2 separate regions of the Macaca mulatta genome follow, and region 1 is linked to region 2. A link is a contact called in public Hi-C data. All regions are on one chromosome and are shown on one strand. Each heading gives the region's core, a stretch centred on a gene start, on an enhancer-like site or on the middle of the called end of the contact. The rest is flanking DNA. Distances are from core to core; before and after follow the strand shown. Region 1 holds the start of VPS33A (VPS33A core subunit of CORVET and HOPS complexes). Region 2 holds the start of DIABLO (diablo IAP-binding mitochondrial protein).

Region 1 (6,408 bases), core at 597-3,096, 41 kb after region 2:
GTTCAAGTGATTCTCCTGCCTCAGCCTCCTGAGTAGCTGGGATTATAGGCATGCACCACCATGCCTGGCCAATTTTTGTACTTTTAGTAGAGATGGGGTTTCACTATGTTGCCCAGGCTGGTCTCGAACTCCTGACCTAAGGTGATCCACCCACCTTGTCCTTCCAAAGTGGTGGGATGACAAGCATGAGCCAATGCATGCGGCCGAATAAAAAAAAATTTAATTACTTCTGACCACATTCACATCCTTGTATATCTGTGTCATGGATTTATCAAATTGAGCTATATGGAAATTGTCAATTATACAGAATTAAAACCTACGATATAGGTATCACAAATCTTATTTGGGCAAAAGAGGATTTTTTTTTTTTTCTTTGGAGATGGGGCAGTGGTGGAATCACAGCTCACTGCAGCCTCGATTTCCTGGGCACAGATGATCTTCCTATCTCAGCCTCTGGAGTAACCGGGACTACAGGTGTGTGCCACCACATCAGGCTAATTTGTGTTTTAGTAGAGATGAGATTTCACCATGTTGCCTAGGCTGGTCTCCAACTCTGGGCTCAAGCGATCTGCCTGCTGTGGCCTCCCAAAGTGCTGGGATTACATTGCACTTCCTCTTCCACCACACCTGGCCAGAAGAGAAAATTCTTAAAAGCTCAGTAAGTTTAAGTAACTTTCCAAGGCCATATAGAGACCTCAGACCATACAGAGTGTAAGGGAGTGAGGACTCCAACCTAGGACTTTTTGACACCACGAGTCACTGCTCTGGACCCCTATGAGTATTTCTACTGCTTAACTCCAGTATAAATTTTTTTCTTAAACTAAAATATTTATTTAAATAATCGTACATTAACATTTAATTAAAAGAAATAATACAGAGCGAGCCCCTGTACACTTTGCTCAGTTTCCTCCAGGGGTAACATATTACAACCAGGAAATTGACATTGATAAAATCCATGATGTTATTCAGATTTCAGCATCCTTTGCTGAATTGAAACTGGACCCCTATGATGTAGCCTGTTTTTTTCTCTCAAAGGCTGCTAGCACCCACTCTACCTCTTCGGGTTCTGTTCTCTCCAAGACTGAGGCTCCCCAGTTCGACTTTTCACAGTTGTACTGTAACTTAGGGTGACGTATAAACCCTAAGGGGATGAAGGAGAAGTGACACCATTCACAAGAAATCCTATAAATTCTCTGATCTAGTTCCTGACTCCCTTGTGAAAACGGTGCTACTAGATAAGTTATACTACCTTAGGAGGCCAGGTTAAAAGCCCAAATGATTACAACTTCTCTCTTAACACGCGTGAGCAGCAGGTTGCAAGGTGCTGGTGTTTCAAGACAGTTTCTAAGGTACGATTTGTACTGACACGTATGATCCCCGTAATGAATGGACACTGGACCATCCACATTGTTGGACCGCCCACCCGTCCGGTGCCTCGGCAGGCAGCAGAGGAAACACCTGACGTAAACCGGCTCATCAGCGGCTGGGCTATCACAGTGGCTTACTCTGCTCTCACAAAACAGTCGCGGTGCCACTCCGGGTCCAGGCCGTACGCCCAGGGCCCCCCCTTCATCGCTACAGGGGTGCAGGTAAAAGGGCCCCGAGGCTCGCCTCCTTGGAAGCCCCGGGGACCTCGTAAACCGCGAACTCAGGCGGCAGGGAACGGATTAAGCCAGGCCGGACCAAGGCAGGCGAGGGCGGTGTCGCTGCCTCCCGCCCCTCACCTTGCTTCCTGCGCACTTGTCCAGGAACTCGCGCAGCTCGCGGCGCACCGCCTCGCGCAGCACGTTTAGGTTCACTCGCCCGTAGGACAGGTGTGCCGCCATCTTGCCCCACCACCCCCTGCCCCACAACGCCAACCACGTCCGCCGGTTCCAACGGGAGGACCACTGACGCAGTCACGTGACAACGCGTCCACGTGACTGATGCGGCTGCGCATGCCAACTCGGAAAACGGAAGCTACCGGGTTGGGGTTCTACCTCGCCTGGCCCTAGTGTCCACCTCTTTCTTCTACCCCAGTGGTGGTTCAGATTCTCGCCAAGACCCAGGGCGCGTTTCAGAACCTGGTCACTCCAGGAGTCGTCCGGCGCTGAAAAGCGATTTTAAAGATCTGGAGTAGACCGGGCGCGGTGGCTTACGCCTGTAATCCCAGCACTTTAAGAGGCCGAGGTAGGAGTGATAGCTTGAGGCCGGGAGTCCGAGACCAGCCTGGGCCGACTTCGTCTCAAACAACAACAACAACAGCAAACCAACCAACCAACCAACCAAACAAAACATTGACTCTCTCTTGTCCCTTTTAAAAATCGCGAATTTTTATTTGCAGCAAAGGTACTTGCTGTAAGATGATATCTTAAGGCCAAATTTGGATAGAAAAAAAAGCACATTTTTTTTGAGACGGTCTCACCCTGTCGCCCAGGCTGGAGTGCAGTGACGTGATCATAGCTCACTGCAGCCTCTACCTCCCGGGCTCAAGTGATCCTCCCACCTCAGCGCCGGAGTAGCTGGAAGCACGCCACCCACTGCTCAAATATTTTAAATTATAGCAGTCAGAAGGTTCTTAGCTTTGCACTAATCAAGGCTGTTTTGATTTGTGAGCTAAAATGTATGAGTATGGTGAGGAGTCGAGGGAATCTTGAGTGGACTTTTTTTTGGGGGGGGAGGGGGGGTAATCCCTTCCTAACAGACTTTTACAGAGATGTGGCATTTCACACAAAACAGTATTGCTTCTGGAATCCAGGTCCCACCACTTGCCTCAGTAAAATTACTGTACCTCAGTAAAATCATGTTACCTCTGAGTTGTAGTGAGGACCAAAGAGGACATGAATTTCATCGTGTAGTCCACGTGAGAGGCTTAGCTGGGTGCCTGGAACTTAATTGCTCAATAAATTATTAATATTAGTAGAATATATGCGTTTCAATACTTTGGGGGTGGAAATGGGCTTTTTGGGATCTGGTCAAAGATGAAAATTTCCTTCTTTGAGTGCATAGCTTACCTTTTTTTGAGACGGAGTCTTGCTCTGTCACCCCGGCTGGAGTGCAGTGGCACCATCTCGGCTCACTGCAACCTCTGCCTCCTGAGTTCAAGCAATTCTCCTGCCTCAGCCTCCCGAGTAGCTGGGACTACAGGCATGTGCCACCACGCCTGGCTAATTTTTTGTGTATTTTTAGTAGAGACGGGGTTTGACCGTGTTAGCCAGGATGGTCTCAATCTCCTGACCTCATGATTCGCCCACCTTGGCCTCCCAAAGTGCTGAGATTACAGGTGTGAGCCACCACGCCCAGCCCCCAATTTTTTCTTCTTTTTTTTTGGTGAGATGGAGTCTCGCTGTCGCCCAGGCTTCAGTGCAGTGGTGCAATCTTGGCTCACTGCAATCTCCGCCTCCCGGGTTCACGCCATTCTCCTGCCTCAGCCTCCCAAGTAGCTGGGACTACAGGCGCCCACCACCACACCCAGCTAATTTTTTATATTTATTGTAGAGATGGGGTTTCACCGTGTTAGCCAGGATGGTCTTGATCTCCTGACCTCGTGATCTGCCCACCTCTGCCTCCCAAAGTGCTGGGATTACAGGCGTGAGCCGCCGCGCCCAGCCAGCCACCAATTTCTTAAAAACCATTTAGTAACAAGACTGCAGTAGAAATTGCTATATGACTGTATAGGGTTTGATCATTTGAAGTAAAACCATTATGACAAACCTGAGAATATCAGTTTACTACCATTAGCAAAAAAGAATAGCCCTTTATTGGCTGGGCAAGTACAGCTCACACCTGTACTCCCAACACTGTAGGAGGCTGTGGTGGGAGGATCGCTTGAACCCAGGAGTTCAAAACCAGCCTGGGCAACATAGGGAGACTCACTCTCTACAAAAAAATTAAAAAATTAGCCAGGCGTTGTAATCCCAGCACTTTGGGAGGCCAAGGTGGGCGGATCACGGTCAGGAGATCGAGACCATCCTGGCTAACATGGTGAAACCCCGTCTCCACTAAAAATACAAAAAACTAACTGGGCGTGGTGGCAGATGCCTATAGTCCCAGCTACTGGGGAGGCTGAGGCAGGAAAATGGCGTCAACCCGGGAGGCGGAGCTTGCAGTGAGCTGAGATTGAGCCACTGCAGTCCAGCCTGGGCGACAGAGCAAGACTCCGTCTCGGGGAAAAAAAAAAAAAATTGGCAAGGTGTGGTGGCACTTGCCTGTAGTCCTAGCTACTTCAGTGGTTGAGGCGAGAGGATTGGTTGAGCCCAGGAATTGGAGGCTGCAGCAATCCACAGCCTGGGCAACAGAGTGAGACCCTGTCTCAAACAAAACCAAACCCACAAAACAAAAACGAATAACCATTTATTAAAGTAGATACAGAACACTTGTTTGGCCAAATTTTAATACTGCTTTACATGTTTTCTGTTTGTGAAACAATTTGTATTACATTTATAACCAAAAATTTCAACTGGTAACAGATTTAATATTCACTGTCAAACACACAGTTGATCATCTTGAGGGGAAAATACATCAAAGGCATATATACAATTATAGAAGTTCTTATTGTACATGTGGCATGGAAGATACATTTTATTCCTTTTTACATATTCTAGAAGACATTCAAATGAAGATAAATAGATTCAAACTGGTCGATAAACTGTTCTGGTGCTTTGAGGTCCTTCATTTTCTTTTTTGTGATAAGAAAATCCAAAATTATTAATGTTGAATTTCTCATCGTACATTCATCTAAAAACAGTAAAAAAAACTTGTAAAGGAAGATTGTAGACTGGTTAATTTAGGCGTTTTATACTGGCTTATTGTTAACTGACTGCTGGGGATACCTGCTAGAGAAGGAAACAAAATTGGAGAAAATTCCTCCAGTTATTTAAATCTGTTTAAGAAATAAAAGGAAAACAAACAAATGAAAATGTTGCAAAGCCGCATGATGCTATGTCTGGCCTAGTCCGTTATGTCCTAATGATCATTTTAAGTGTTTTCTTTTTCAAAAAGGTAAATATCCAAAAAGAAAGACACATTGTGTATGTTTTTTTTCCCAAAATATAGATTTTTAAAAAATATATACATATAATATATAGAAGCTGAAATTATGGAAAACTAATAAACAAAACACCACAGTAGATTAAGTGGGTGCAGCATATAGATTATCAAATGTCCCCACAGCAGTTTGGGGGCTTTCCCCTCCCTTTACCTGCTTCATGATTTTATAATCACACCTAAGTATTATCAAGCCTGAAACAAAGGCACTACTGATAACAGGTAGTGCAAAGAGCTCAGATATTTCTTTGAATAAGAATAAAATACTTTAAATGAGTAGATGAAAATGCAAAATGGCACATTTTTTCAACTCATTCCAGTGTCAAAGCTTAACCAAAAAATCTAAATATACAAATGCAGCCTGGAAATATTTTAGTGCAAATATGAAAAGTAACGGCATAATTTAAAGTTACTTAAATAAGGTATTATAAGGGTAGGGATTTTTCTATGAGATCTAGGGACAATAAATGTAATGGCATCTGGTGCAATGTCTTCAAACTTGAAAATCAAGAAAACAAAATTCGAGGTGAAAACTCACCTACTAAATATTTATTCTTCTAACTCATAAGGGGAGACTAAAGGGCAATTTGTTGAAGATCAAAATATTTTCCTAGATTTGCTGATGGGGTAAAAAATACCATGAGTTCTCTTGGAGTCTGCACACACAATGCTGGTGTTACGCTGTGTCAGTGCGAGTGCATCTGAGAGAGCCGTGTCCTCCACTTGAGGCTTCATCAGAAGGTCTCGTCGTCATTGCAGTTGGTGGCCCAGTGTCCAAACATCTCACAGATTTCACAGTATGGGCGCTCCTCACCCCGACTGCCATGGTGTGTGGAATGGGGAGGGTCCTCTGACATCTGTGCCTGGGTAGGACAATCCTCTGTATCGTGGAGATCAAAGCAGTCACAAATGTCACAGAAGAGGCGAGGTTTCTTCTTGGACTGTTTCTCCTGATCATCGCTACAAATGTCAATGTGTGAAATCAGAAAATGAGTAAGAAGAAACTGAAGAGACAAGAACACTTGCAAAGAATTTAAAAAATTAAGCATGAACTAACTATGGTCAAGTCTGTGAGCCTCCAATATAAGTAGTACATTATTCCACATTTAAAGTTTTTTTGTTTGTTTGATTTTTTGAGATGCAGTCTCACTCTGTCACCCAGGCTGGAGTGCAGTGGCACGATCTTGGCTTACTGCAACCTCCGCCTCCTGGGTGCAAGCAATTCTCCCGCTTCAGCCTCCTGAGTAGCTGGGATTACAGGCGCGCACCACCCCCGTCAGCTAATTTTTTTGTATTTTTAGTAGAGATGGGGTTTTGCCAGGTTAGCCAAGTTGGTCTCGAACTCCTGACCCCAGGTGATCTGCCCACCTCGGCCTCCCAAAG
Region 2 (6,117 bases), core at 2,315-4,814:
CTTTCAAAACCCACTCCTCTTCATCCTACTAAATGGCATCGCCATTCATTCAGTTGCTAAGGCCTTTAAAAAATCTTGGAATCGAGACCAGTGGTCCCCAACCTTTATGGCACCAGGGACCGGCTCTGTGGAAGCCAATTTTTTCATGGACTGGGTGGGGCAACGATGGTTTCAGGATGAAACTTCCACCTCAGATCATCAGGCGTTAGTTAGATTCTTATAAGGAGCACACAACCTAGATCCCTTGCATGTGTAGTTCACAACAGGTTTCATGCTCCTATGAGAATCTCATGCCACTGCTGATCTGACCGGAGGCGGAGCTCAGGGGTAATGCTCGCCTGCCCACCACTCACCTCCTACTGTGCAGCCTGCTTCCTATCAGGCCACAGACCAGTACCAGCCCAGGGGTTGGGGGCCCCTAATCTAGAGAATACACCCCACAACCAATCCATCAGCAACTCCTGCTAACTACGTTCAGCTAAATTCTCCCCACCTCTTCTGCTTGCCTGGTCCAAGCCAGTATCATTTCATGCCTAGATAGAGCAACAGCCTATTAGTCTTCCTAGTTCCACACAGCAACCTTTTAAAACTTTTAAAATTTATGTCAGATCATAATACTTCTGTGTTAAAAATCCTCTGTGATGGCCAGGTGCGGTGGCTCAGGCCTGTAATTCCAGCACCTTGGGAGGCTGAGGCGTGTGGATCGTCTACGGTCAGGTGTTGGTGACCAGCCTGGCCAACATGGTGAAACCCCGTCTCTACTAAAAATACAAAAATTAGCCGGGTCTGGTGGCACACCCCTGTAATCCCAGCTACCCGGGAGGCTGAGGCATGAGAATCGCTTGAACCTGGGAGGCGGAGGTTGCAGTGAGCCAAGATTGTGCCATTGCACTCCAGCCTGGCAACAGAGCGAGACTCTGTCTTAAAAAAAAAAATTCCTCTGCGGCTTCTTTTTCAGAAAGCCCAAAACCTTACAACAATGGCCCACAAAATACAAAGTACACAATCTGATTATCAGTTAACTCTCTGGCTTCATCTATTACTGTCTCCCTGATTGCACTCCAGCCACATTAGCCTCCCTGCTCCTCAGACATACCAGGCATAGTTCTGCTTCTAGGTCTTTGTCCTGAGTTCCTTCTGCCTGGCAAGCTCCTCCCCGCACCAGACAGTATAATGGCTCTTTCAGAACATTCAGATCTCTACTGCACCTTATCAGAGTAGCCTGACCACCTTTATCTAAAACAAAACGACCCCCTCCCAGAATTGCCTATTTACTTACCTCATTTGTTTTGTTTTTGAGAAAAGGTCTTGCCATGTTGCCCAGGCTGGGAGCAGTGGTGAGATCATAGCTCACTGCAGCCTCAAACTCCTGGGCTCAAGCGATCTTCCTGCCTCAGCCTCCTGAGTAGTTGCGACTACAGGTGTGAGCCGCCACACCTGGCTAATTTTTTTCTTTTTTGTAGAGACAGAGTCTCCCTATTTTGCCCAGGCTGGTCTCAAACTCCTGAGTTCAAGCCATCCTCCCACATCGGCCTCCCAAAGCCCTGGGCATCAGCCACTGTGCCTGGCCCTGTTTTCTTCCTACTATTTATCACTAGCTGATATTTTATATTTGTTTATTTTCTCTTTCATCTCCACAAAGCATTTTGTGAGAGCAAGAATTTTTTGTTCATGCTTACATTCTCAGTGTCTTGCACATAAAAGTTGCTCAATAAATTTCTGTGAATCAAAGACCACTTTGTTGATAGACTGTAATTCTCTTATTTCTCTCTACTCGCTTTATACAATCTGATGTGCTGTTCCTACCAAATGAGACAATCAAAATGAGAATATTAATACATCTGCTCAACTGTGAAAAGATGCTGGTACTGTGGGGGAAGGGATGGGAGCACTGGGTAAAACTACGGTAGCTTGTCTAATGCTTCATTGCCCACTTGAGACTTCAAGACGACATGGTACACTAGATAAGAATCACTGCACACGACAGTACCTGTGCAATAGGAACCGCACACAGGGTTACTCCAAAGCCAACCGTCACAGTTTTGTGCCATGGTCTTATCAATTCTGAGAAACACCGCTTCTTAAAGTTAGCCACAACAGGAACACACAAACACTGTCTGTACCTGGAAGTAGAAGTCAGATTTCATAAGGCACGACCGCCAATCTGTAACAGGCTCTTGGATTTACTTGCAGGGGCTGTAAACTCAAACTCGAGCCAAGCAGGAACCTAAATGAGGATGCAGGACAGCTGAGGGGTTTTGAAATTTTCAACATACAGCAAGTTTAAAATGTTGCCTCAGGTAGGGTGTGGTGGCTCACGCCTGTGATTCTAGCACTTGGAAGGCCAAGGGCAAGGCGGGAGGATCACTTGAGCCCTGAAGTTCACGACCAGCCTGGGCAACATGGCTGGCAACATGACCTGGTGTCTATTTAATAAGAAAAAAAAAAGAAGGCCGGGCGCGGTGGCTCACGCCTGTAATCCCAACACTCTGGGAGGCCGAGGCGGGTGGATCACTTGACGTCAGAAGTTCGAAACCAGCCTGGCCAACATGGTGAAACCCCGTCTCTACTTAAAACACAAAAATTAGCCCGGAGTGGTGGCACAGTCCTGTAATCCCAGCTACTCGGGAAGCTGAGGCAGGACAATCGCTTGAATCTGGGAAGCAGACGCTGCAGTGAGCCGAGAGCGCCCCACTGCACTCCAGCCTGGGCAATAGAGCGAGACTCAGTCTCAAACAAAACAAAACAAAATTAGCCGGGCGTGGTGGCAGGCGCCTGTAATCCCAGCTACTCGAGAGGCTGAGGGTGAGAATTGCTTGAACCCGGGAGATCTCGCCACTGCACTCCAGCCTGGGCGAGAGAGCCAGATCCTGTCTAAAATAAAATTGAAATAAAATAAAATAATAAAATGTTGCCTTAAAACATTTTAGAAACGGATGCCATAATAACCGCTCCTGCAGGCAGGATTTAGCTCTGGACCCCTGGCCTGGGTGTCAGGTGTGTGTGACGGTCCCGCTACAATCGCCCAAAAGCCTGCAGGGCTAGGAAGGGAGCCCCGCGCCGAGGTCCCCCGCGCCTGCTCCCCGGGCCCCTTGTGCCTTCGGGAAGACGTCCTCAGACGCTTCCCTCCCTTCCCAGGCTCCCCCATGCCGCGTCCCTCCTCCTCTCCACGTCTTCTCAGGGACTTCGAGGGGCTGACGCGAGCTGGTCGGGAGGCGGAGTCGCCCCAAGAAGGCAGCCTGGGGTCTAGGGGATTCGTTTCTAGAAAATGGACGAACTGAAAACGAAGCCGGCTTGACCCAAAGGGCGGAGGCGGGACTGTCGTCAGTCCTCCCGAGCGGGGCGAGACGCCGCTACCCAGCTGGGCCGACGAGGGACGTGCGCGTAAGAAAAGCGGGCGCCGCGGGCCGGGCCACAGCGCTGTCCGCGTCGGTCCCTCCCTCTGGTCCTGTCCCCTCTACGCGGCGGCAGCGGTACCTGAAGAGTGAGGTTACACTCCGCGACAGCCAACTCTTCAGAGCCGCCATCGTGCAGCGGACGGACGCCGGACGCACACGCCGGAAGTGACGCAGCTTCGTGAGCGCGGGGCCGGGCACGGCCTCCACCAGAGAGCGCCTCACCCCATGGCCACGCCCCCACCCAAGGAAGCAGTCGGGATTGGGCAGACAGGGGGAAAGGGGGCGAGGCTTAGGGCAACGGCTGTAACGGCCGCGCAAGGCAACCAACCGCCGAAACTTCCGCGTGGGGCGGGGCATACGCAGGGCCTGAGGGCGCGGAGCTGAGTCGGACACCGTGACGCTACGGGTGGGCGGGGACTCAACTCCTGCCAGGGCTTGAAGGGAATTCCCTGGTGAGTTGGGGAGGCGGGGCCGGGCGGGAGGCGGGGCCGGGCGGGAGGCGGGGCCGGGCGGGAGGCGGGGCCGGGCGGGAGGCGGGGCCGGGCGGGAGGCGGGGCCGGGCGGGAGGCGGGGCCGGGCGGGAGGCGGGGCCGGGCGGGAGGCGGGGCCGGGCGGGAGGTGCGGCGGCGGCGCTGTCACTTCAGCACCAGGAAGTAGGTGGTCCAGCCGGCCAGCAGCAGCGCCCCGATGAGCACCGTGTAGCTGAGGAGCACGAAGGCGAGCAGCTCCCGCAGCAGCTGCAGCACGTGGACGGTGGACGAGGCCGGCATCGCGCTGCGCGGGAGACCCGGGACGGTCGGCACCCTGCCGGGCTGGCGCCGTCCCAGAGGGGCGGACGGGAACACACGAGGCCCTCGAAACAGCAAACGAAGGCTAGGAAGCCCACAGTGCCGACCTCCCCAACAGCCTCCTGGACGCTCGCTTCTCGGTTACACTGGAGAATCCTTCTCAACCCAAACTGCCCTCGTTCTTTGGCTCTGATCCGGGCTGAGGAGTCAGAGGCCCGGCTCTTCCCCGCGCCCCGCAGCTGCATGAGTCTTCCTCCCGGCTCGCTCCTCCCACCACCACCTCCTGCATTTTTAATGCTGTGAGTGCCGCTAATGGGCTGGTGGAGTATAGCTTTCTTTTCCCGTCACTCAAGCTGCAGCCCCAGCTGCGGCCCTGGCTGGAAGGGGAAGAGGAGACCCATTTGGGCAGGAGGAAGGCACAGGCCCAAACCTGCCCTTCTGTGAGTCCCCTGGCCCCAAGGCTTGCCAGCAGCAGAGATGGAGGATCTTTGCTTTGTGGTCCGGCATGCTTGCCTTCTGGCCAGCTGGAACTGCAGGGTGCCAGGTGGTGGGTGGGCATCAGTCCGATCCTGGGCTCACCTCCCCCACAATGCTCTGTACATCTGCCCCAGCCCTGCTAACTTCCACAAGAGACGGCATCAGACAGTAAGAACCCCACACCAGCTCATCAGACAGTAGGAACCCTACAGCACCTCCAAAGCTGCTTTGCCCAGCCACTCCCGGCAGTGTCGGGCACTGGCTTCCTTCTCTCCCCACCTCACTTACTTGGCAAAGTTTCCACGACTCTTCCACCCTGAAGCTCCGCGGTTCCGTCTGCTCTGGTGCCCAAAGGTAGCTTGTGTGTATTGCGCGATCTCGGTAGAACTGAGATTTTCAAGCAGCGGCACTCAACTAGGTGTGGTCTAGAGACCAATTACAACCTCCGCGTGGTCCCCGAGCTCTTAGCGAGCTGCGCACAGGCGTTCCCAGCCCAGACGGGGCGCTGGCAACCCTGCACGCCCTCCGCCTGTGTCGCCACCACAGCCCACAGGGCTCAGATGTGGTTTCACAGACCCAGATGGGCTGAGCAGGCGGTACACTAGTGGGTATTTCAAGCCCCTTCTGGTTTTTTTCTGAATGTTGTAGGGGGTTATGGGGTTATAGTGCCAATAGTTTCGTTTCTAACAAACACATTGAGAGCAGTCCCATCTCCTCGTCTGGGCACCAGAAGAACCACTGGACAGTGTTCACTTGCGACCACCCAACTACTAAAGCAAAAGCTGTTGTTGTCTTAAAAAAAATGCAAGTGCAAACATGCACGTGTGTGAGAACCAGGCTTAAGTGACCGAGATCTCCTGAGTGCTTGATTCCGGTTTACAAAGAGTTTCGCAGCTTACAGACTCATTATACAGGTACCTTCCCAATGTGACACTTCCAATTTCACCTCCACAGAATGTGAGGCAAAAGGAGCCAGTAAGGATTTCTGCAAAGAACAGACACTTTCCCAGGTGCAACAACAAAGGAAACGAAAGCATAAACTATGCTGCTTCTGATTATTTTGCTTGTTGCAGTAGTTTTTAGTTCAAGACTGTTTTCTGACCTTTGAAAGAGCAGGCAGTGTGGACATCAACCCTTTTATCAACATCATCATCCAGAAGCAAATGGCTCCTTAATTTAATCAGGATCTCTTATTATCAAATTATTGCCTTGGCCACAGTGAGGCTGAAAACAGGAGCAGAACATTATCAAGCTGCTCAGGAAGCCAGTGAGTAGTAATTACTCCCCCAGAGAACTGGTCATCTTCCGTGTCCTACCTAGTGGAAACGGAGTATAGCTGAGATTTATACCCTCCTCCACACCAAAATAATGGATGAAACAGACAGGCTATTAAAAATAGGCCTGATTCTGTTCCCTTTTAACTCTCACATCCTTCAAATGGATGTCTCCAGGCA

What was found. A called contact is a pair of places that touch in the nucleus more often than the background predicts.
Region 1: a contact with region 2 is called in a Hi-C map of liver, with 2.3 times the contacts expected there. The contact joins the promoter of VPS33A here to the promoter of DIABLO in region 2. A contact is called at or near these places in 2 of 14 Hi-C or Micro-C datasets (cortical neurons and liver).

The regions. Positions count from the first base shown.
Region 1 is chr11:129,643,744-129,650,151 of T2T-MMU8v2.0, forward strand. It overlaps VPS33A (VPS33A core subunit of CORVET and HOPS complexes), which reads right to left and starts at 1,847. Exons shown (of 13, transcript NM_001257848.1): 1 at 1,725-1,847. The coding sequence starts at 1,826. CLIP1 (CAP-Gly domain containing linker protein 1) reads right to left here. Exons shown (of 26, transcript XM_077955576.1): 26 at 4,320-5,985. The coding sequence ends at 5,760.
Region 2 is chr11:129,600,929-129,607,045 of T2T-MMU8v2.0, forward strand. It overlaps DIABLO (diablo IAP-binding mitochondrial protein), which reads right to left and starts at 3,565. Exons shown (of 5, transcript XM_077955711.1): 1 at 3,478-3,565; 2 at 2,124-2,227. The coding sequence starts at 2,147. It overlaps LOC144333182, which reads right to left and starts at 4,168. Exons shown (of 1, transcript XM_077955730.1): 1 at 4,033-4,168. The coding sequence starts at 4,168. The coding sequence ends at 4,034.